3 separate regions of the Muntiacus reevesi genome follow, and all the other regions are linked to region 3. The links are chromatin contacts, called in public Hi-C maps. All regions are on one chromosome and are shown on one strand. Each heading gives the region's core, a stretch centred on a gene start, on an enhancer-like site or on the middle of the called end of the contact. The rest is flanking DNA. Distances are from core to core; before and after follow the strand shown.

Region 1 (4,545 bases), core at 2,023-4,522, 160 kb after region 3:
TTGAATAACAAACTTAAAGTGCATTACATCTGAGAAGCAAAGGACATCTCCCTGAAAAGAAGATTCTATTGTGAAAGGTGGGTTAGCAGACATGGATATGATATAAGAACTATGAATGAACACATTTAGTAGCTAAAATAAAGACATTTATAACTACTTTAAGAACTGATATCTTTACATGTACATTATTTATTTTCATTCCTATGGCCATTCAGAATTGGTTACAGGGCCAGGTGTGGGGCTGGCAGATGTTATCTAAGATAAAGTCAATGTGATACCATAATATGCATTCTGTAAGAAAACTTGTATCAAAGTAGGATGCTATATCTTGGTACATAAAATATGTATTTTTCCTAAGCATCTTTATTCTCAACCAACTATCTTCAACCTAATTTCACAGCATCTTTCTATTAACCCATTTCCTTCATCTTTACTGGTCCCAACTCTTCCTTCTACCCTGCAACAGAAGCATACATCCACATCCTTTGTCCTGAGACTGCAGAAACCTCCCAGTAGACAGAATGTAAATCTCCACATTATTGCCTTTGGGCTTGACTATGTGACTTGCTTTAACCAAAAGATGTTTCAATGTGTCACTTCTGAGCTGAAGCATGGCAAATTTTCAGAAGTGCTCTTAAACTCTCACCTTCAGCCCCAAGAAAAGTACACTCCACGTATTTTTGCTTTTTCAGCCTGGGTTCCACAATGAAGATACATGGAGCAGATCTGAACTCAAAACTGAAGTCTGGAGTCCAGCCTAGTCCAATCAACATCTAAACCACTGAAGAACCATGAAATGTCTACCTGAAGAATCAAGGGCATGAAATGCTGTGAGCCACTAAGATTTCAGGATTGTTACGCAGTATTCTTTCCTGTAGTAAGAGATCTTTTATTTTTCAGGATATGCTTAACATCAGGATCTTCATCAATCTTTTTCCTATTAACATTTACTAATTTATTCACTGAGTAACATGTTCAAAAGGTACAAAAATATACATTGAAAAGTCTCTCCCTAATTCCACTTTTGTCTTACCATCCAGAACCCCTCTTCAAAGGCAATCAATATTCTGCTTATCTTTCAGATATTTTATATACATATATACATACACACATCTTTTTTATAAAACTAGTGATATATTTTTTCTGAACCTCCTCCCCAACATATATCTTTGTGATTACTCTTTTTTTATACAATGAGCTTATTTCATTGTTTTTTTATGACTACAAAATATTCCAAGGGAGGGCTGTACAAAATTTATTTTACCAACCATCTATTAATGAAAATTGAGACTGTTTCCAATCTTTGGCTAAAGCAATATTGCAATGAGTGGCACTGTACTTAACATTATTTTTCACATGTGTAGACATATCTATAAATTCTTGTCTCAAAGGGTGTATTCATTTGCATTTAAGAAATACATTTCATTTTTGAATAGGCAATATATGCACATGGTACATTATTTTAAGAGAATAAAAATGTGTGAATAATTAAGTCTCTTCACATTTTTTCCCTCAGCCACAAAGTTCCTTTCCCTTCTCAGAAGCCATCACTGTGACTAATTTACTGTACAGATCCTTCCCTTTACATGTATGTGTGTGTACAATTCTCATATAGAGCCTCAAAGGTATTAGACCGGCTGCAAAAAGTTCTGGGATTTAAACTGGAGGAGGATGAAGGGCTTCAGCCTTCACTGTCTGTTTTCATAAATGTAGCCTCATAATTGTGCCTGGGGTCCCCAGGTTCAAAGATCCCGTTTTATGTTCTCAAGAGAAGAGCCTCCAGTCTCCTGGTGGGAGAGCAGCAGTATCCTACCAGTGTGAAACGGGGAAGCAGAGCTTGCTAGCTAATGACTTCTCAGACAGACTTCACCTAAGTGGTCTTTTGAGTCCTCCGCATCCATCCCCAGCACCATTCCTTTCATTGCCAGCTCCCATAAGTGTCCCGTGCTGCCAGTTTCTGCACATTTTGAAGATTTTCTTTATATATATATAAAATTGTTCCACAGCTTTCCCTCTGCTGGTTTAGAAATTCAGCTAATCTGCTACGACACTTGCTTTCTGGAGCCCAGTATTTTACTGCTATTATTTCTTTCCCATTTTCTTCAGCTCTGTGGGTTTGTGTCTTTTTGAAAATCCCTTTACAGTACTTTTAGTGAGATTTCAGGGAGTAAAACTAGATACACGTCCTCAACCCACTCTCTTAACCTAGAATGCTCTACTATCCCTCAACAAGTGGGGTGTTCGTGGGTTTTTTTGTTTTGTTTTTTTTCCTGGCAAACGCCACTGTCATGCATGACAGACGGTCTGTCCTTGCCAACAGAGCACACATGTGCTGGACTACAGGGGCAACAGTGAGCCGGCACCAGGATCTAATCCCGACCTGCTCCAGCTTATAAATCTTGGGTTTAGCGGGTCAGAAGGGGCGGCGGGGTTGGAGCCTGGCTCCGCCTCGGTGTCTTCAAAGGCAGCAAACGCCACCAATTTCGGAGAGAAGCTGCGACGGTTCACCGTCTGGACCCGCGTGCCCACGCTTGTGGGCGTTTTCAAGAGTGATTTGTGTGACTACCGTCGTCAGGATGCGACAGAGACCACATCCGAAGCCGGATGATCGGATGCCACCACCCCTTAACTTGCAGTTGGAAAAAAATGTTCGTGCGTTATCCGCCTCGTCCGGGCGGAACGTTGGAAATCAAGAGGCAAACGCAACGGCAACAGTCAGACTTCAAGTCCTCCAGGGGGGTCGCGGGTCCGAGCCGCGTCGACAAAAACGGAACAAGGGCAGAAACTCGAGGCCAGGCTTCCCGGGGTTGGGGACCCAAAGGCGCCCAAGGTCCGGCTGATTCCGCCCGTCGGGGCTGCACGGTGGCCGGCGCCCGGGACACCCTCCCCGCTCGGAGGCCGCCGGTGCCCGGCTCGCCCCGCCCGCACCGTTCCTTCTCGGAGCCTCCCGACCGGCCGGCCGAAGCCCCAGCGGCCGCGGCCCGCGGGGCCTAACCGACGCCTCACGCCTCACCAAGCCGCCCAACAGCCCCCGAGGGGCGACGGCCGCGAGCCCGAAACGCCGCTGGCGGGGCCGCGCAAAGCCCTCGGAAGCCGTTCCCAAGCAGCAGCCCCGACCACTGCCGCCGCCTCCGCCACAGCCGCCGCACTTACCAGAGACGGGGAAGTGGCCGGCAGCACCTAACCGTCCTCACTCCCTTCAGGGAGCGAACTACCACACTCGAAGGGACCGCCTCGCCGCGGCCGCCAGCGCGTCCCGCTACAGCGCAGGCGCGCGCACGCCCCGCCCCTCAGGCGCGCGAGCCGGCGCGCGGGGCAGGCTGGGAGCGGGAGTTTTCCCGCCCCGGCCGCCGGTGCTGTGGCGGCGTCTGCTGCCCACCCCAGCGGGGGCTGCCGGGCCGCCTCCCCTCGCAGCCTCTCCGCCGACTTCCTCTCTCAGGATCCTTCGGCGTCCCAGCCATTCCCTTCCAGCAGTTGCACCGGCCATAAAACTGAGACACCGCATGCCGCGTGATCAGAAAAAGAAGATTCCGCCCATATTGTGCCATATCTAATAGGACTTTGTTGCTTTTAACTCGTTTCTTTTCATTGCTGAGTAGTATTCAGTTTTACGGATCAACCACATTTTGTTTATCCGTTCACTGGTGGATGGCTATTTGGATGCTTGCCACCATTTGACTTGTTATAAAAGTGCTGCAACATTCAGAGAGAAGGCAGTGTGATAACAGAGATTTGAAAGATGCTGAGCTGCTGGTTGGGAAGGTGAAGAGGCCACAAGACAAGAAACATTAAGAAACGCACCCCTAGGAGCCAGAAGAGGCATTCTGCCCTCAAGAGCCTCAGGAAGAAACCAACCCTCCAAATACATCGCCATTATCCCATAAACACTGATTTCTGACTCTAAAATCCAGAACCATGAGATTGAATTCCTATTGTTTTTAAACCACTAAATTTGTGGTATTAATACTTTGTCACAGCAGCAATAGGAAACTCATAGAAAACTATGGACACCAAATCTTCAATTTCAGATAAATTTTACATGTCGTTATTATTATTCCTTTCTTTTTTCAACCATTTAAAAAATTTTAAATCATCCTTAACTTGCAGGCTGTACAAGAACAAGTGGTGGGCCAGATTTAGCCAAATATTAGCATGGTTATTCCATCCATGGATTAAAATAATACATAATTGGATGTATTAAGTTTTTATGGAGGCTCTATAATGTTTCAAAATGAGAACAGTGTTAATGTAGTTCATCATGGATTAATGTAACAGAATAAATCACCATAAAACATGAATATGTAAATAGATGTCTGAAAAGCATTTAATAAAATTTTAATGTGCTTCCTTTTAATAATTGGAAATTTCATATTTTAGCAGTGGTTGTTTATCATTAACCATAACAAATATTTTGCTTAACAGTGAGAAGTCAGTAGCATCTTTGATCTCCAATCTAAAGTAGCCACCACCACTAAGCCCACTTTCTCTCTGTAATAACTGTTTTTTTTAATCAATCCATAATTGCCCTGCTTATTTGTTTATTTT
Region 2 (4,169 bases), core at 1,329-3,828, 210 kb after region 3:
ATTAACTTGCCCTAATGGCCTCATTTTAACTTTAAGAAGGCCCAATTTCCAATCGGTCACATTCTGAGATACTGGGGGTTAGCGCTTCAACATTTGAATTTTGGAGGACACAGTTCAGCCCATATCTCAGGATTATAATATGGCTCTGATGGGATCTGAACTAACATTTGCCAGACTTGTGAGAAAATTCAATAGGGTGCAAGATGCCCTGCAGATTTAGATTTGAGGTTGGGAAAGTGGTCATTTACACAATATTTATAGAATTCCTGCTAAATATAAAGAGTGGGGTATACAACAGTCAACAGTTGTTGGTTCCAGTAATTTTACAATCTACTCTGTTGGGCGGAGGGAGAGACAAATAGGTAATTATATTAATTCCTGCAAAATACATTTAGGAACAAAAGTTACGCATATAATTTTACATTTGTAGGAAATGCAAATAAGTACTTTATCAGGATTAGCACTGAGAGAAAATTAGTTGCAACTAGGTCGCAGGGGTAAAGAACTTATGTGACACAGGAAATGCAGATTAGATCCCTGGTTCAGGAAGATTCCAAGCCAGAAAATAGCAACCCATTCCAGTACTGTTGCCTGGGAAAAATCCCATGGACAGAGGAGCCTGGTGGGCTACAGTCCATGGGGTTACAGGGTCTGAGGTGACTGAGCAACTGAGTACACAGGTCAAGGAATCTTGGCTACTGGGAATCATGTTTGGGCAAAAAAATAGTTTTGCTAAAAACTTATTTTTGAATCATTCGTTTCACTGATTTTAATCTAATTTCAATAGTCTGAGCCTGAACCAATAGGTACGAAAAAGCTACCATTCATTGACTGCTGGTGGTTAAGTACTTCACCAATATTACCTATGATCCTTGCTTGAAACAGTTTGCAAGACTGCTTCTATGCCCACCTATTACAGATGAAGAAAGATGTTTTGAACAAACCTGATCTGAGCAATGCTAAACACCATAAGTGGTTCAGTGGGGGTTTGAATCTTAGCCTGAGTGTCCAATCCACCGCCTTGACAGGAGCTACTCTGGCAATGAGTTTCTTGTTACTTCTGACCTACAAGCCTAACTCTTAAATGCTGAAGAAAAATGTACTTCAAGGGCTAAGATTTTAAACCATATTACTATCTGGTTACTACAAATTTTCAGATAACTACCTACTTATTAATTAAAAAACATCAACCAAAGCTTCCACCTACCTCTGTTTTATTGACTATGCCAAGGCCTTTGACTGTGCAGATCACAACAAACTGGAAAATTCTTAAAGAGATGGGAATACCAGACCATCTAACCTGCCTTCTGAGAAATCTATATGTAGGTCAGGAAGCAACAGTTAGAACTGGACATGGAACAACAGATTGGTTCCAAATAGGAAAAGGAGTATGTCAAGGCTGTATATTGTCAACCTGCTTATTTAATTTATATGCAGAGTACATCATGAGAAATATCAGACAGGATGAAGCACAAGCTGGAATCAAGACTGCCAGAAGCATCAATAACCTCAGATATGCAGATGACACCACACTCCCAGCAGAAAGCGAAGAACTAAAGAGCCTCTTGATGAAAGTGAAAGAGGAGAGTGAAAAAGTTGGCTTAAAACTCAACATTCAAAAAACTAAGATCATGGCATCTGGTCCCATAACTTCATGGCAAATAGATGGGGAAACAGTGACAGACTATTTTTTTGGGGGGGGGGGCGCCTCCAAAATCACTGCAGATGGTGACTGCAGTCATGAAAGTAAAAGACATTTGCTTCTTGGAAGAAAAGTTACGCCCAACCTAGACAGCATATTAAAAAGCAGAGATATTACTTTGTCAACAAAGGTCCTTCTAGTCAAGGCTATGGTTTTCCCAGTAGTCAGGTATGGATGTGAGAGTTGGAGAATAAAGAAAGCTGAGCCCTGAAGAATTGATGCTTTTGAACTGTGGTGTTGGAGAAGACTCTTGAGAGTCCCTTGGACTGCAAGGAGGTCCAACCAGTCCATCCTAAAGGAGGTCAGTCCTGGGTGTTCATTGGAAGGACTGATGGTGAAACTCCAATACTTTGGCCACCTGGCGCGAACAATTGACTCACTAGAAAAGACCCTGATGCTGGCAAAGATTGAAGGCGGGAGAAGCGGACGACAGAGGATGATATGGTTGGACAGCATCACCAACTCAACGGACATGAGTTTGAGTAAACTCCGGGAGGTGGTGATGGACAGGGAAGCCTGGCGTGCTGCAGTCCACAGGGTCGCAGAGTTGGACACGACTAAGCGACTGAACTGAATTTAAAGCTTCCGCCTTCTGTTATTGCCTCACGCGAAAAACAATACTTAGCATTGAGTTTTTACAACTGGCGGCAGACTCGGAAAAAACCGATGCTAGAAAAACTCGTACAAACCCGTAACTTCTGAAAGAAAACGCTTTGCGTATGGTTTCCACGTTTAACAGAAACAGGAGGCCTGCGTGGAGAACGTAAAGCGGCCAACACGCTGTAAACCCTGAGGCCGAACCACCCCCTCATTTCCGGAATGCATCTGCGCAGCGGATATACGTCATCTTGGGGAGCCGGGACTTCCGCCCTGCGCGACGCATTAGACGGCATCCGAGGAGCTCCATTTCCCGTGCGGAACGCCTGAGCTTGAGAAGATTGGAGTTTTCGGAGGAACTTTTTCTGGCTGTTAAATCTTGCTTGCGCCGTCCCTTCACCCTGGTCGTCCGCTGAGAGTGCAAACGTTTGGGCCAGAGCGCTGGAGGAGACGAGGACTTGCCCCTCCGCGTCGCCAGCTTTCTCTGGTCCCATTTTTCTTCCGCGAGGCCGTGTCAGCTTCTGGGACGTCCCCGTTTCGCCGGGGCCGTTTTCCCTGGACAGCTGCGAGCTCTTGGTTTTCCTTCTTTCCGAGTGGGAGCCGAGAGTATTCTTCCCGGGCCCAGGGCGGCGGTGCAGCCGGGCGGGGAAGACTTGGAGTGAAAAGCCGCCCGCGACGCCGAGGATACAGCTCCCTCATGGGAGTTCAGGGGCTCTGGAAGCTGCTGGAGTGCTCCGGGCGGCAAATCAGCCCGGAGACGCTGGAGGGGAAGATCCTTGCCGTGGGTATCCTTTACGCGGCGTCGGCGCTGGGGATGCTCGGTGGACGCCAGGGTTGTTGTTGTTAATTTATTTTTTTAATTGAAGGATAACTGTTTTACAGAATTTTGTTGTTTTCTGTCAGACATCAACGTGAGACGCCTGGGCTTTTTGCTCACAGTTTTCCTGGGGCGCAGAGCGGCATTGGTGCGATGAGGGTCTTAGCCCGTGGGGTCTCACGCCAGCGGGGGAGGCGGTGGCGGGGAGTAGCTATCGGATCTTCCTCAGGACGCTTCCTTTCTCAGTGTCTGCTTTCCTCCCGCGTTGCACTCATAGTTCCCTGACTTGGAGTCTTAGGCCCAGCGCTCTACGCTTCTCTACAGTTCTTTAATCTGGGAAGTGGAGGTGATAAGTCTCTGCACATAGAGTTGGTGGGAGGAATAAAGGGAATATTTAAATGAACGGAGTTTAAAAATAGTGTCTGGCACTGTTAATACTGTAAATCCTGAAGATGTTATTCTGGCTGGGAGGTCAGCCTGGAGAAAACAAAGTCGACTTCCTACCAGTAGTTTTGCCAGCCGCCCTGAGTCTTGCTCCGTTTATATTTGTGAGAGGAAGAAAAACGTGTGTGTACATGTGTTTTACATTTTTTTTTTTTTTCCCCAGTGACATTGCTTTTTGTTATGATTTTTGGAATACGAAATTCGTATGGTACAACACCGCAAAGATTTCAAAAGGTGTACAGTGCATTACTCTCCCAGCCTCTGTGATGGATTTGTTTGTGTGCGTGTTTGGCTGGTATTATCTTTAGAATTTTTCCTGGTTACTGAAACAAATGAAAGCTGTTTCTGAAATTTTAGTATTTTTATTCGTTAGGCATTCTTTTTTCTGTTTTTATCTTTATTTTCTTTTTCTGAGTGTCTGTTCTGTTGCAGAAGCTGGTGGTACCTTCCACCAGTTCCCTAAGTGGGGACATATGAGCCTAGAACTCCATGCTCTGTGGAGAAGACAGTCCTGCAGTAATTGCTGTGGTAAATGCACTGTCAGAGGGGGTGGGGAACACTGGTAATTTTTTTTTAGTAAAGCAAGACGACGATGAGGTTTATATATAT
Region 3 (4,811 bases), core at 1,891-4,390:
TTAAAAAGCAGTGGTCTTCGAACTGTGGTACAAAGTCCTGGATAACTTCAGTCCGATCAGTTTCCAGAGGCTTAAATGTCCTATCTCCTCTTTTCCAAATTGACCTGCCTGAAGATCTGCCTGTGATGGAAGGACATACTGCCTTCCCACCTGTTTCACAGCTGGGTCTCCTGCTTTAAAGATAAAAAGGCATCTTACTGTGGTGCATCTCCTGCAGGTGAAACAGTTTCTTCGACATCAAATAAACGGACGATTTGAAAAACTGTCAGCAAAATCTTAAATCACAGCCCCAAAGCATGCATCTCATGCATCTTTTTAAGACCTGCATTTTCAATAACAATTTTCTTTTTGTTCTGTAATTTTTATCTTAATCAAATAGTAAAGCTTAGGATGTTTGTCATTTTGATCAACCTGAAAGATAATCCAAAAGAAAAATATTAACACTTTGATCCCAGGAAAAAATTTAAAATATTAACATTTTTGTTGCAGATAATAAATGATCAGTAGGACTTTCCATTATAAAGATAAGTTACATTAGGATAAAATTCTATGTAGAATGATAAAACTTCAAGAAGAAAGAGCGATGCCAAATGTCTGAATTTAAATGGAATATGTTCAGGTATATAAATGTACAATGCTAAGTGTCAAACAACAACAACAGTATCAAAGAGTAACATTCAACTAGCTACATTTAAATGAATGACATAGAAGTTTAAAGAATATCAATATTTATAAAATGTCAGATATTACATCCTTTATTCCTTGAGAGTATGATGACAAATTCTAAGTTATATTAAAACTATATAAGAGGGTACATAATCTTTCTAAAATATTTTTATGGGATACATAAGCAGAAGACATTTTTTAAACACTGTTACAGGAGTCTAATAAAAAGTCTCCCACTTTGGTTTCATAGTGAACAGTTCATTCCCCATCCATTCATTGGGTGGCATTCCAGCAGAGCTCGACTGGTGTGGTAGAAAACATCAGAGACAGACAGAATAGAAATCCAGCTTTTTCATCAATTCATTTTGTAACCTGTGGCGGTCAATAAACCTGTCTATCTTTGCTCCTCATCTGTAAAATGAAATGACTGGACAACAGTTGAACAGTTGAACCTGGAAGCTATTCCACTCTGTCACTATATGTTTTTCTTGAATGTCTTCTGAGTTTGTCCTTCTCTTTTCTTTCTCAATCACTGTAAGTCCTTTTCGAGGTAACATAAACACAGTTGGGAGGAGGAAGGAAAACTTTAACTATCCTGTTTCCTCTTCACTAAAGAGAACGTGCTTCTCTAAGCCTTATAGAGTAGAATGAATGGGCAAGTAATCAATTCAAAAAAACTGCACAGCCTGTACAGTAATTTTTTGAGACTTCATGGAGAATCCCCCAATCCCGTGAAGTGGAAACTGGTGTACATAGGATTTCCCTTGACACCATGCATTCATAACCTGGAGTCCATGATAGAATCTGAGGGGTTCAAAAATTTGAGTAGAACAAGAGAAATACAGCTTAACTTCCACTAACCTTTTAGTTAAGTATTTCCTTCAATTATAGATGTAGGTAACAACCAGAGTGGTGTTAGCATTACTGTTTGTTCCTATGTCACCCAAAAAATCAGTTTCTTGTCACAGTACAGGTCTCAAAGTATCATTTATGCTCTTTACTATTGTTCAATTACGGGAGCTTATTAGATTTGGCACTAGCTCCTGCTTACTTTATGCAAAGAACATATGTATAACTACATACACACATGTATAAAACTATTTCTGTATAACAAAGTTGGTTTTCACATTTTGATAACTTTCAACATAATTTCTTTTGTAATTCTCTATATTTTATGAGTTTAAAATTGTTCTGAGAAGCTGATCTTAAGGCTGACCAGATTGCCAAAGGCATCCACCCTTGGCACATCCTCACAAAGACTGAGATTACCCTGGCATGAATACAGACAGAAAAATCATTAAAGTGCCACTGGGGCAGCGTGGAGCAATTGATAGCAGCCACTCTTAATCAGGAAAATTGCCAATTATGGCTCTATCAGGGTTTTCCTGGTGGCTCAGATGGTAAAGAAATCGCCTTTAATGCAGGAGACCTAGATTCGATGCCTGGGTCAAGGAAGATCCCCCCAGAGCAGGGAATGGCAACCCACTCCAGTATTCTTGCCTGGAGAATTCCATGCACAGAGGAGCCTGGCAGGCTACATCCAGTCCATGGTTCGCAAAGAGTGGACAAGACTGAGTGACTTTCACTTTCAGTTGAGTGAAGAACCCTGAGGACCAACCAGGAACACCAACTTAAAGACAGAGTCGGGGTGGGGACGGGAAGAAAAAATAAAATTTGTTTTTCAGAAATCCCGGAAGCCCAGGGTAAGACAGGAGGATAGGAGGGGCCCACTTCGGGATGCTACTTCGTTATTGGCGGCAGAGGCCGATGGAATGGCCAGCAACCCGTTTCCTGTTGACTGCAGACTGCAGTCCTGGCCTGTCCCCACCACCACCACCACCATTCTTCAAAGGGACACACCTTCGAGAGAGGGGAACGCCAGCCACCACTGAATCAAAGAACTCCCAATCAGAAAAATCACTCCCACTCTCCCAAATCAAAAAATTGATCTCCCGGCTTTTCGCCAATATCCGACACGCCTAAGGGGTTTAAGCGAGCTCGCGTGGGCTCCCTCTGCCCCGGGTCCACCCGGGGGGTTCCGCCGCAGCTGAGCGCAAAGTTTCATTCAATTACACCTGCACTTTCAGAAACCATCAACTGTCAGAGAGGGTCTTCCCGCTTCTCCAGACGCCAAGCCCCCACTTCCTTCTCTATCCCCCCTTGGGGCGGGGATATGCGGACCCTCTGCTTAGAAGCCGGCCCGCCCCCTAAAAAAAAAAAATCCCCGCCCCGCTAGTCCCTCGCGTTTAAGACCCCCCGGGGGAGCTCCAGCCCCCGAACCCCTCCGGCCACGCCTCAGGCTCCGCCCCCTTCTCTGCGGCCCCGGGTACCTCCAGGACTCGGCTTCCGGAGAGCAGCGCCGTCGGCTCTGACGTGGAGGCGCGGGATTGGCCGGCCCTCCCTGGCGGCCCGAGGATTGGCCGGCGGCCGGCCCCGCCCACCCCGTCCGCGCCTCCTCTCCCAGCCGAGGCCCGCGGCCGCCCGGGTTGTCCTCGCGCCGCCGCTCGTCCGCGCGCAGCCCGGCCGTTTGCCTCCACGCCGCCTTGCAGCCTGCGTCCATGGCCACCGCCGCGACCGAGGAGCCCTTCCCCTTCCACGGCCTCCTCCCGAAGAAGGAGACCGGGGCCGCGGCCTTCCTGTGCCGCTACCCGGAGTATGACGGGCGAGGGGTGCTCATCGCCGTCCTGGACACGGGGGTCGACCCCGGGGCCCCGGGCATGCAGGTGCGGCGGCCGCTGAGGGCCCCAGCGCGGGGGTCGGGGGCGGCGGGGGGACGCGGGCCTCGGAGTCCCACTGTGCGGCCGAGGGCGAGCCGGGCGCCGGGAGGAAGCCTCGGGCTGGGAGGCGCGGAGCCCGGGGCGCCCGGGCTGGGCCCCGATCCCGGCCCAGACAAAGCGGCGGGGCCCGGCGCGGCCGGTCGGGGCGCTAATCGCCGCCCCCCTGCCTCCGGGAAGCCCCTTCCAGCCTGGGCGCCGCCTGGCCCCGGGGCCCGCGGGCTCTCTCCTGCCCAGCCCAGCGCCCTCCGCCGCCGCCGCGGCTGCCTCGTGGACCCGAGCGGCCAGTGCCCGTTATTTACCATTTTATTATCCTGGGGAGGGTGGTGTGGTGGTGGTGGGGAGGCTTCAGAGAAGAGGCAAATCAGAACTTTTCGTGGGTTTTTTGTGCGTGTGTATGTGTGTTTTCTCACTGTCATTCGGGTGATTTGATTTGGGGTGGAATGATTTTTTTTTTTTTTTTAATCTCGAAACAACGAAAGCCGCCGGTTTCAAGAAGATAAGTCAACTTCCGGAATTGTTTCCTCCGGTAGTTTTCTGGGTGCTATTTTTAAACCGTCTTCTGCAGTGTACTTGTTTAGGGTCAGCTGCAACGCAGGGCTTATTAGGCTTTTACGTAAAGAAGAACCCGATTGAGTTTGTTGTTGGTTTGGGTTGTTTTTTTTTTTTTTTTTTTTGCGAACTCTTCCAGGGTGCATTCAATTATGCTTTCTTTCTTTTTAATTTTTCAACCTCAAAATGTAAGACCACGTACTTTATCATTTTTTAAAAGACGATTTTGTTTGGCCTTCGGCACCTTTGGGATCGCTGAATCAAGGTACCCTTGTGAAAAAGGTAATTTTTTTAAAACGTTGATCTCTGTTGAAAGCCTTCTGATTAAAGTTTTCAAAGTTTGGCTTTTGTAAATTTAGCCTTAGACTTGCAGGGAAACCCAGTAGTCAGCAGAACCTCACCATTGCTCAAGGTCCCATCTCTCCAACGTCTAACCTGGCTGATTGCTGTTCTCTTCCCCTGTGTCAGCCCTTCACCTGTATGTCTTAAAACCCTGAAGTTGAGGGATTCTCTTCCTCCCACGTGCCTCTGCCCTCTTAAATCCTTGATTGTGCTCTCTTAAAAGCGGGATAGCATTTGGGAAGTTAGGATGTAATTCAGGGGGACGAGGAAACTGTCAAGTCTGCTCTGTAGAGAGTCCCTTCTGGGGGGTATCTTGCTTCCTCCCCTTAATTCTTAAGCAGTGGGGAGGAGTGCCACTCATCTGCCCCTGACCCTGCGGGGCAGCTCTGGAGCCTCAGAAGAGAAGCAGGTGATGCCTTCCCTCCTGTGCTGGAATGGTCCAGTCATGTTAATAACTCGGGAGACTCACAGCAGTGA

What was found. Hi-C and Micro-C count contacts between places; a contact is called where the count stands out from the background.
Region 1: a contact with region 3 is called in a Hi-C map of blood, with 3 times the contacts expected there. The contact joins the promoter of TEX30 here to the promoter of TPP2 in region 3. A contact is called at or near these places in 2 of 3 Hi-C or Micro-C datasets (blood and muscle).
Region 2: a Hi-C map of blood shows a contact between it and region 3, with 4 times the contacts expected there. The contact joins the promoter of ERCC5 here to the promoter of TPP2 in region 3. A contact is called at or near these places in 2 of 3 Hi-C or Micro-C datasets (blood and muscle).

What each region holds. Positions count from the first base shown.
Region 1 is chr11:75,673,050-75,677,594 of mMunRee1.1, forward strand. It overlaps TEX30 (testis expressed 30), which reads right to left and starts at 3,273. Exons shown (of 6, transcript XM_065902237.1): 1 at 3,154-3,273; 2 at 1-51.
Region 2 is chr11:75,722,935-75,727,103 of mMunRee1.1, forward strand. It overlaps ERCC5 (ERCC excision repair 5, endonuclease), which reads left to right and starts at 2,579. Exons shown (of 15, transcript XM_065901853.1): 1 at 2,579-3,084. The coding sequence starts at 2,997.
Region 3 is chr11:75,513,641-75,518,451 of mMunRee1.1, forward strand. It overlaps TPP2 (tripeptidyl peptidase 2), which reads left to right and starts at 3,141. Exons shown (of 30, transcript XM_065902393.1): 1 at 3,141-3,389. The coding sequence starts at 3,225.